3 separate regions of the Sus scrofa genome follow, and all the other regions are linked to region 3. The links are chromatin contacts, called in public Hi-C and HiChIP or PLAC-seq maps. All regions are on one chromosome and are shown on one strand. The core of a region is the stretch at or near the end of the contact, and the rest is flanking DNA. Distances in the headings are between cores, read along the strand shown. Region 1 has its middle 220 kb from the start of RNF144B. Region 2 overlaps RNF144B (E3 ubiquitin-protein ligase RNF144B). Region 3 overlaps RNF144B (E3 ubiquitin-protein ligase RNF144B).

Region 1 (3,074 bases), core at 228-2,727, 210 kb after region 3:
AAACACATGTAAGGCATAAAACAGAGAGAATGTTAAAAATCCATTTATAGGCCCCATCCTTAAAACTGGAATCAGGATTAGAATCTGAAAGTGGGTAGCCATTTTGTGTTTGTGTTGACTTATACTAGCTTTTACTTACAAATTTGACCATTCCCCCCCACCCCCTCAGAACTGAAATAGAGTAGAGGAGGAGAGATTTTTCTGGGTTTCGTAAGATCTAGAAAATAAAGATGGAGGGGTAGAGTTGGAAAACAATGTAGGGGGACAATAAAGAGATGTATTGAAGTTAGCAACTGGCTTGTGAGTAGAGAAATTAAGAGCATCAACTCACAAGAGTTTGCACAACTTCCCTGATTCCCAAAGGAAGTGGATCTATGTCAGCTAGTTTCCATGTTGGCCAAGTGTTATGTATGTTAAAAGGAAAATAGTATTTTTCATGTTTAATGGACTTTTGAAAATCGTTTGCAAAGTTGTTTTCTTTTTTCTTTTTTCCTATAGTAACATGATACAGTGGTTTAGGAAAGGAATTTCAATTAAGGAATTTTCTTTAAAATCAAGTCTATTCCCTCTCCCCAATCCCCTTTAGAATTGCCGTTTTGATTCCTGTACCAGTGAAGAGCCTAGCTTGGGCTTTTCAGGGTAACATTCCATCAAAGTCCCATGGCAACCAAGCTTTTCACAAGTATCCAGCTGCCTTTCTGTCCCTCTGTGTGTCAAACAGGCAGGCAGCTATGAATCGTCAAATACACACTGGGGTCATTTGAGAGATAAACTTTATGAAAATAAAAAATGGGTTTGAGTGTTTATTGATTTTTTTCACTTCAGTGTGGAGTGAGAAGTCTCTATCCAGTAAAGCGTGGATCCTGAGTGTGACCCAGGGGCAGCTCCACTCAGGTGATGCACTTGGGAGCTTGTCAGAAAGCACTTCTCAGCTCTGCTCCAGCCCTACAGAGTCAGAAACTCTGCATGTAGGACTCATGTTTGAATAAGTCCTCCAGGTGATTGTGATTCATGCTCAAGTTTAGGAGCTTGCAAGTAATGTGTGGATGAGATGAGGTTAATCAGGTCTGTAATGCCTTATCCAAAACTCTAACATCACAAAGCTCTGAAAACTGAGAATATTACTCTGTTTGGCATCAAAATTCATTGGTGGCAAAACCTGTCTGGAATTCATATGAGGTTATTTATTATCATTATGTTTATCCCACTTTGAGTAATATTTGCTTTTACTTTGTGATACTAATACATTTGATTATGGCTCCAGATCTTACTGGAGGTCTTTGTAATTCACCATATTTGCTTTCTAAATTCTGAAAGATTCTCAATTTTTAAGCATATCTGCCTCAGAAATTTAAGAAAAGGAATTGCATATTTGTATGGGTTTAAGAGCCTCTTGTCACTTCTCAGAGTTAGCCAACTGGGCCAACTCCTTTTTCTTCTTCCTCCTCTCTCCTGAAATGACCCAACCACCTGCAATCCAAGGACTGATCGCTCCAAGCCAAGCTCTAAGTATAGCTCTGCTGGGGAGGCAGTGGGTCTAAGAGCCACTGTTGGAGCCAAAAGACCTACCCTTTCTGTCTGGTGCTCCCTAGATTGGAGGTTCCTTGAGTGTGAAGCCATAGCTTGCACATCTCTGAGCCCAGTACCTTGCACAGAGCCTCATGTGCTGAATGAGTGGAAGAGGCCTTGTGATGAAAAGGTATCATCCAGGAAAGTGGAAGCAACTCCAGTGGCCATCATCTTCCCAGGTGTCTCAACTGTCAGAACAAAGACTAACTAGTGAATGCAGTGGTTATTTTACCCTCTTTTTAAAAAAGTTAGCTAAACTCCGTATTTTATCCACATTTTATTAATTTCTGCATAATGTCCTTTCTGTTTCTGATCTCATCTAGGCTACCACATTTACATTACATTCAGTTATTGTGTCTTCTTAGGCTCCTCTACCTGTGACAGTTTCTCAGACTTGTTTTTGATGATCCTGGCAGTTTTGAAGAGTACTGATTGGATACTTTGTGTAATTCCTCTCTGTTGAAATGTGCCTCATGTTTTTCTTATGATTAGCCTGGGAGGAAGACCAGAGGTGAAGTGACATTCATATCACATCCATATCAGTGATTATCATTCCTTTTGACAGGGCTCTCCTAGGCCGTGGTTGTTGATTGCTTTTTATTGCTTTGTTCTTTTATATTGGGATCCCTTCCACAGAATTCAGAGTTGAGTTCTAGCTGGCTCAGCTATGCTGATCTGGGCAAGTATTTCCAGTGAAAAAATCCAACTCAAACTCAAGAGATTTCTTTTTTCTTTTGTGTGTGTGTATGTGTGTGTTTGCTTTTTTGCCTTTTCTTTTTCTTTTTTTTAAGATTTATTTTATTTTCCCACTGTACAGCAAGGGGATCAAGTTATCCTTACATGTATACATTTTTTCCCCCACCCTTTGTTCTGTTGCAACATGAGTATCTAGACATAGTTCTCAATGCTACTCAGCAGGATCTCCTTGTAAATCTATTCTAAGTTGTGTCTGATAAGCCCAAGCTCCCGATCCCTCCCACTCCTCCCTCTCCCATCAGGCAGCCACAAGTCTGTTTTCCAAGTCTATGATTTTCTTTTCTGTGGAGATGTTCATTTGTGCTGGATATTAGATTCCAGGTATAAGTGATATCATATGGTATTTGTCGTTGTCTTTCTGGCTCATTTCACTCAGGATGAGATTCTCTAGTTCCATCCAGGTTGCTGCAAATGGCATTATGTCATTCTTTTTCATGGCTGAGTAGTATTCCATTGTGTATATATACCACATCTTCCTTTTTTGCCTTTTCTAGGGCTGCTCCCACAGCACTTGGAGGTTCCCAGCCTAGGGGTTTAATCAGAGCTGTAGCTGCTGGCCAGGGAGTATACATCCCGATTGGAGAGGGACACAGCATTGGCGAATGTACAGTTACAGAGACAGCCTCTTTGTCCCTTCTTTCAGGGTGCTGGACTGCTCAAACTTTTTTGGCAACAGTGGTTGATTATATAGACAGTTTTTCATTACAGATTGCATTACAGTGTTAAAAGTACATTGGTTAACTATTACA
Region 2 (3,078 bases), core at 103-2,602, 140 kb after region 3:
GAGCATTCAAAGTTTCTGCTTGAAAGAGAAAAGATTCCCGTGGTGATAGGGGCGCTTAAAATATGTTTAATTACCTGATTATGTTTTTACATAAATAATGATATTCTAGAGTAAAAAAGGCCCGATCCTTCATATACTACCTAACCATGAGTTATGCCAACTCTCTACTTCTTTTGGGCTCAGTACAACAGTTTTAGACCAGATAACCTCAAAAGTTGTTTCCAAGCTTGAAATTTTGTGGTTCTCTTCAACTGTCTTGAGAGCAGCCCCTCTGCTGATGGCCACTTCTGTTCGGGTATGTTTACGCTAGCAGATGTTAATTCCAATCAGTTCAGTTTAATTGCATTTTAACCATCTGCAGAAGACCTTTGTTCTTTGAGATAGCAGAAAGCAAATTAATTTTGGCATAATTAAAAATGCAGCAGGTCATAAAAGTTAAAACAGTTTGATTTATTTCAGCTGATAATCAAATTAGCTTGAGTGCATGGTATTTCCCACAATCATAAAAAATGTACACGATGTCTTTTTTGGAACAGCCTCACAATGGTAGAAAATGGCAGAAAAACTTCTCATAGTAGTTGAGAAAATGTATAATAGAATAAAAAGCAAGCTCTGCCGTATCGAATGCTGATAGTTCCAGGTGGGAAAACCAAGGGTCTCCAGTTAGTTTTTTGAAAACTGAAAGAAGTTATTGGGGTCAGATGTGGTCTTTATGTTTCATGGCAGTTTTATTTTCTTGGAGTGTTTCTATTTCCTAATAATTGTCAGAGCACAGAATAGCTTTAAATAGCATTTCCTGCCTTGCATAATTTACATGAACAAGCAGAGTCTGAAGATCAGAGAGTCATGGGGCTTTACTTCAGTAATCAACTCTAATTTTCATAAGTAAATTCCAGTTCAGGTCTGTGACCTGTCTGTCTCTGATTTAAGTATGTTACAAACAATCACTTTTAAATTCCGTTCATGTTAAAAGTGCTGGGGGCACTATTCTCTTTTGCTAGACTTCTGAGTTTTTCCCCATCTCAAAGCTACAGCAGACTTGCACCACTGCCGATACAGGAGAAATTAGTTGAATGGGCATCAGTTCATTGTTTTCTTCATCTTTGAAATAGAAATTGGAAGGAGGAAGAAACTAAACCTTAAATGTTTGGATAAGCGTGCATTTGGTTTATCTACATAATCACTCTGTTTCCCAGGCCACAAGCCAGGAGGTAGAATTGAATTCTCAATAATAGTAATAAAAAGCATTTTAGAAAGTCCCCCACTAAGCCTGGGGGCTCTCCTTCCCTTCAGACTCCTCTCAGATAGTTGGGGTAGATGAGAGAGTGAGGAGAAGACAGCACTTGCTGATGAGATTGCCATTTGGCTCCCACCTGCTGTCCATTAATCTGTTCCTTTTTGGCTTGGATTCTGGCAGGTCCTGTGAGCTGCCAGGGCTGCCAAGGTCTGATGCCTCCTCAGCATTTTCCCCTTTTCTACCACGCTGGCTTTAGGCCCCACTTGGGGGACCCTGTGTTACTTCAGGTATAGAAAGCAAAACTGTGCTCTTCATGGCATATTGGAATTGTAATAATTTTTTAAGAAAGCAAACAAGTCTTTTAGATGCAGTGGACTTTTACTTGGAGCTGCTCTTCTGGGAGCTGGGCTGAAGGACAGTTGGAAGGACAGATGCTGTACTGTACTCAGATACCTTATCAGTGTAACCTGGTCAGACTCGTAGGTCTTGATCTCTGTTCCATTGGGGGAAACTCTTCTCCAAGAGACCCCAAGATGCCCCTACAGAGATATCTCTGGATAGTTGTTTCTGTTCCCTGGAAATATCTGAAGGCAGAGCTGAACAATATAGAACCTTACCAGAGATGCTATCATTATCTTTTATTGCCATAGGGAATACAGATCCTGTTTCTTATATTTCTTTGATGTTGCTTCCCTCCTTTAGTCAACGAATACTACTTTCCAGGTACCTTTCTAGGTCCGTAGTTGTCACCTGGCATGACTGCATCCAACTGCCTCTCTGCCAGGAAATCTGGACAGTTTTCACCTTCAAAATATGCTCTAAATTATCAGAACTTCTGCTTCTAACATGTATCATCTTGGATTAGACCGCTGCAGTGGCCTCCTAACAGAGCTCTCTGCTGCTCCTTTGTTCTACTACCAGCCTTTCTTCTTATAGTTGCCAGAATAATCTTTAGTAAGTGGAAATCAGATCATGGCACTCCCCTGATTAAAATGCCTTCTCCTCCAGTGGCATCTCATCACGTTTACGGCTTATCATCATAATCTGCTATCTGGCCCTTCCTGACTGTTCCCACATTATCTCCTGTGACTCTTCCCTCTGCTCACTTAGCTCCTTGTAAAATTGGACTGCCTTATTATATGTGTAGATCTTTCCGTTTGCATTACTTGGATAAAAGCTGGACATCTTTCAGATCAAAACCATATGTACATTGGCTGCTTATTTATGGTTCTAAATTATAGACCTCAATGTGATTTTTTAAAATCCTCAGCTATAAAAAAAAAAAAGAAAAGAAAACCTTCAAAAACAGAAGTGATGTTTACTCAGTGTCATCTGGTTCTTACCAGTGTAACAGTTCCAAAGGCTTCTCTCTCTCAATTCTAACCAAATTAATAGCTACTCAATGGGAAGAGTAGATCATGTACATTTGAGCTGAGGGGTCTCTGTCATGAATAAAAAATAAAAACAGAAAGAAAAACAAATGAAGGAAGTATTCTTTGTGTCTCCAGGTCCAGGGACACCAGGGTACCTTTTCTTCCCAAAGATTGTCCTTCATGAATTTCTACAGACAACTTAGGCTATTTGAGTATATAAGGGATAAATTCTTGCAGTCCTATCTGCATCTCCATCCAGTAAGAGAAATTCAACCCTCTATCCTTCACTCCTTGTTCACTTACTTTGCTCCTGATTTTAACACGGAAATATAAAACAGGATTTTCACAAGTTTGGCTAAATTGACCCCAGCCATCCCCCTCCCCAACCCCAATTTGTCATTTACTGGGTTTTTAATGGTTTATCAAGAATATACAGCACACCGTCTTTGGCAGGTGTCTTTTACATAA
Region 3 (3,001 bases), core at 219-2,718:
TTTTTTTTTTTTTTATTTTCCCACTGTACAGCAAGGGGTTCAGGTTATCCTTACACATATACATTACAATTACATTTTTTCCCCCACCCTTTGTTCTGTTGCAACATGAGTATCTAGACATAGTTCTCAACAGATTTGCTTTTTAAAGAGAGTCCTATGTGTGTTTCCACACTTTTCTTTCTCAAAGAGGAGCTTCTAACTGTTCTTCCCATAAAATGTAAATTTTTTTTTTTCTTGTTGAGATTGTTCTTAATGATCAGGAGTAAATAATGAGTGTCTGTATCTCCTGAACTAGTTGAAGAGAATGACCTTCATTCAGGTAAAATGTCATGAACTGATCCCTGAAGGAAAAAAAGTGTAATGCCACCTATTGCCTTGGAGCATTTAGGATTCTTTCAGTGCTATAAGAAAAGGGACAAATATAAGCAGGGAGAAATAACAAAAAGATTGTATATCTAGGCATAGTAAAGTGTAGTCAGGTCCCGAATGAACAGAAGACTTCTGCTTCGGTCAGGAAAACCAGTCCTAGGGGTGGTAGAGGGTTCTTTGGAGCAAGCCCTATGCAAGCAACATGCCATAACTCTTTGAACAAAGTGAGTTTTTCTGGAGTTCCCGTCGCAGCTCAGGGGAAACGAATCTGACTAGCATCCATGAGGATGCAGGTTTGATCCCTGGCCTCGCTCAGTGGCTTAAGGATCTGGCGTGGCTGTGGCTGTGGTGTAGGCCAGCAGCTACAGCTCTGATTCGACCCCTAGCCTGGGAATCTCCACATGCCCTAAAAAGACCAAATAAATAAAATAAAAGATTTTATACTTTTGTGACTATTTGGAAAAAGCAAAACAAAACAAAAGCAAAATACCAAACCCTCCAATTCAACAACCAGGTCATCACTATTTTTGCATAAAATTAAAGCTTCTGTATTTGAATATTACATTTTCAAGAGAATCCGTCTTGATTTTAGCATGGCCAATACAACCAGTGAGAAATCCTCTGGTATATATTTATAAACTAAGTTAGGACTGTGGACCTTAGAAAGCTAGCTGCAACCATGGAAATCATCCTTTGTCATTTGTTTTTTGCAAAAGAGGAAACTAAAGTGGCTTGCCAGTGTCATTAATTATCTGGTGATTGAACAAAGGCTGTTGCTGAAGGTTCTTGATTCTTGGTGACATTCTGTTTAGCTTTTTCCTGCTCAGGATGGAAAAAAATAACTAGGTACTTAATAAACTTGTGTATCCAATCAGAGAAGGGCAATATGCAGTTATTCATGTTTGAAAAATACGCTGTATGTTAGTACCACTGTAAAGTTTCTGGCTTTCTGCCTTCAGTATTCCATTTTCTGACTCCCATGTGGTTGGATGGGGTCATGTGACCAGTTCGACCAATAATTTGCTAGCAGAATTGTGTGTCATTTCTGAGCGGCAGTGTTTAACCCATGGCTGGAGACCTGGGAATCTCTCTCTGCTAATTGCTCCCCAGGCCTGTCTCTGAATGATAATGATGTGCAGTGCCCCCTGCTGAGCAAGAATGGACATGTAGCATGAGTGAGAAAACCCTTTTAGTTTTAAGTCATTAAGATTTAGGGTTTATTTTAACCTCAGATTATAAACTTGCTAAGGGATGTTTCTTTTAAGGAAGAACATGCCTCTGATGGGGTATTTCTGTATCATTATTTTGATTCTCCTCTTTGGCTATTTTTTTTTTATCACCTATGGTAGCAAACTGTATCTGGAGTGACTGCTACAACCCATCTCAATTTTTTGAACTGTATTATTTTAAATCTCAGCTAAGCTTCAGTTAATGAAACCAAGAATCAAGGACTCTGGGTCCTAGTTTTCGTACTGGCACTGCCTGACTTTCATCCTGTTAGGGACTTAGTTTGTCCATCTATAAATAGGTGTTGAAACAAATCATCTTGAATATCTTTCTAGCACTGTTGATCTGTAATTCCAGGAAATCAGAGTAACATGCTGCTAGCTATTTTGGGTTAGGGATCTTAAACACATTTTTAAACTATAAGAACCAGGTCTAAGTATATCTTAGTACAACAATTCAAGGGATAAATGGTGCTTAAATCATCCAAAATTTTAACTGTCCCAGAACACAATATTCTGAGTTCTTTTGTAAGTATCACTTGGATATATCCAAGTATACATTTTCCAGGTTTTTCTGGTATGGAAGTGTATTTCCCATGTATTTAAGAGCTTTTGTCTTCTTTGGCATTCAGAAAAAGTTTCCCATGGATGTAGTGGAAATGAGTGTCTTGTTTTTTTTTTTTAACTTGCTTTTTAAATCTCTTCTTTTTTTCTTTCCTTCTTCTTTTTTTTTTTTTTTTTTTTAAGAGATGTAGATACCCAGATCTTGAACTTTTTCATGAGATTTGTCAACTTTATCTAAATTTACTTTACTCTTCCTGAGTTCTAAGACCTTGGGAAAGTATTGGCAGGCTTCCTTTTTGATGAAAGTGCAAGAGGGGCTGCACTTAGAGTTCAGCTATCAAATCTTCAGAACGCTTTGTTTGCAGTCAGTTTGGATGAAGGGAACAAGTGACAAAGCCTCTAGATCAGTTGCCATGTGCCTTAATGGTAGAAGGCTGTCACTGCTTTCTTGTTCCGGCTTTTGAATGACTTCTCTCAGAGCCTAAAGTAAGTGGGCTACAGAACCATAAAGCCATCGCCCCTGGCCAGGAGGGGTGCATCTAAGTTATATTAATGTCATTGCTATCCTCATGGATTTGTCAAGGGACTAAGTGACCTAAGAAAGCTAGTTCAGTTGTTTGCTTTTATGTAGACCATGTTCTGGCTTGTTCATTTTTCACGTGTATGTGTGTGTGTGGCAGTTTCATGCAGTTGGCATTGGAGCGTGATATTCTTTTACCTGAGGGAGGTATGAATGATGGAGAAAATTTCTTATAATAATTGCCATTGTTCTCGTCTGCAAAATACACTTCTAAGAATCAGAGACTGCCTGGAAATATAAACCTATTGGATTGCACTTACTC

The links. Hi-C and Micro-C count contacts between places; a contact is called where the count stands out from the background. HiChIP or PLAC-seq counts read pairs in DNA pulled down with a chosen protein or histone mark.
Region 1: an H3K27ac HiChIP or PLAC-seq map of skeletal muscle shows a contact between it and region 3, with 6 times the contacts expected there. The contact joins two enhancer-like sites. A contact is called at or near these places in 2 of 5 promoter capture datasets (fetal liver and liver), 35 of 47 Hi-C or Micro-C datasets (adipocytes, adipose tissue, alveolar macrophages and 18 more) and 2 of 2 datasets of contacts at active chromatin or transcription factors (alveolar macrophages and skeletal muscle).
Region 2: a contact with region 3 is called in a Hi-C map of skeletal muscle, with 3 times the contacts expected there. The contact joins two enhancer-like sites. A contact is called at or near these places in 2 of 47 Hi-C or Micro-C datasets (embryonic fibroblasts and skeletal muscle).

Annotation. Positions count from the first base shown.
Region 1 is chr7:14,168,679-14,171,752 of Sscrofa11.1, forward strand. No RefSeq gene overlaps it. Among named protein-coding and RNA genes, the nearest start is that of RNF144B, 220 kb to the left of the region's middle. Within about 2 kb of position 1,478, at least 5 of the 83 cell types and tissues checked have an H3K27ac peak or open chromatin away from gene starts, as enhancers often do. A contact at or near this core is called in skeletal muscle, where this site is marked.
Region 2 is chr7:14,103,474-14,106,551 of Sscrofa11.1, forward strand. All of the region lies in intron 4 of RNF144B (E3 ubiquitin-protein ligase RNF144B), which reads left to right. Among named protein-coding and RNA genes, the nearest start is that of RNF144B, 160 kb to the left of the region's middle. Within about 2 kb of position 1,353, at least 4 of the 83 cell types and tissues checked have an H3K27ac peak or open chromatin away from gene starts, as enhancers often do. A contact at or near this core is called in skeletal muscle, where this site is marked.
Region 3 is chr7:13,960,188-13,963,188 of Sscrofa11.1, forward strand. All of the region lies in intron 1 of RNF144B (E3 ubiquitin-protein ligase RNF144B), which reads left to right. Among named protein-coding and RNA genes, the nearest start is that of RNF144B, 16 kb to the left of the region's middle. Within about 2 kb of position 1,469, at least 4 of the 83 cell types and tissues checked have an H3K27ac peak or open chromatin away from gene starts, as enhancers often do. A contact at or near this core is called in skeletal muscle, where this site is marked.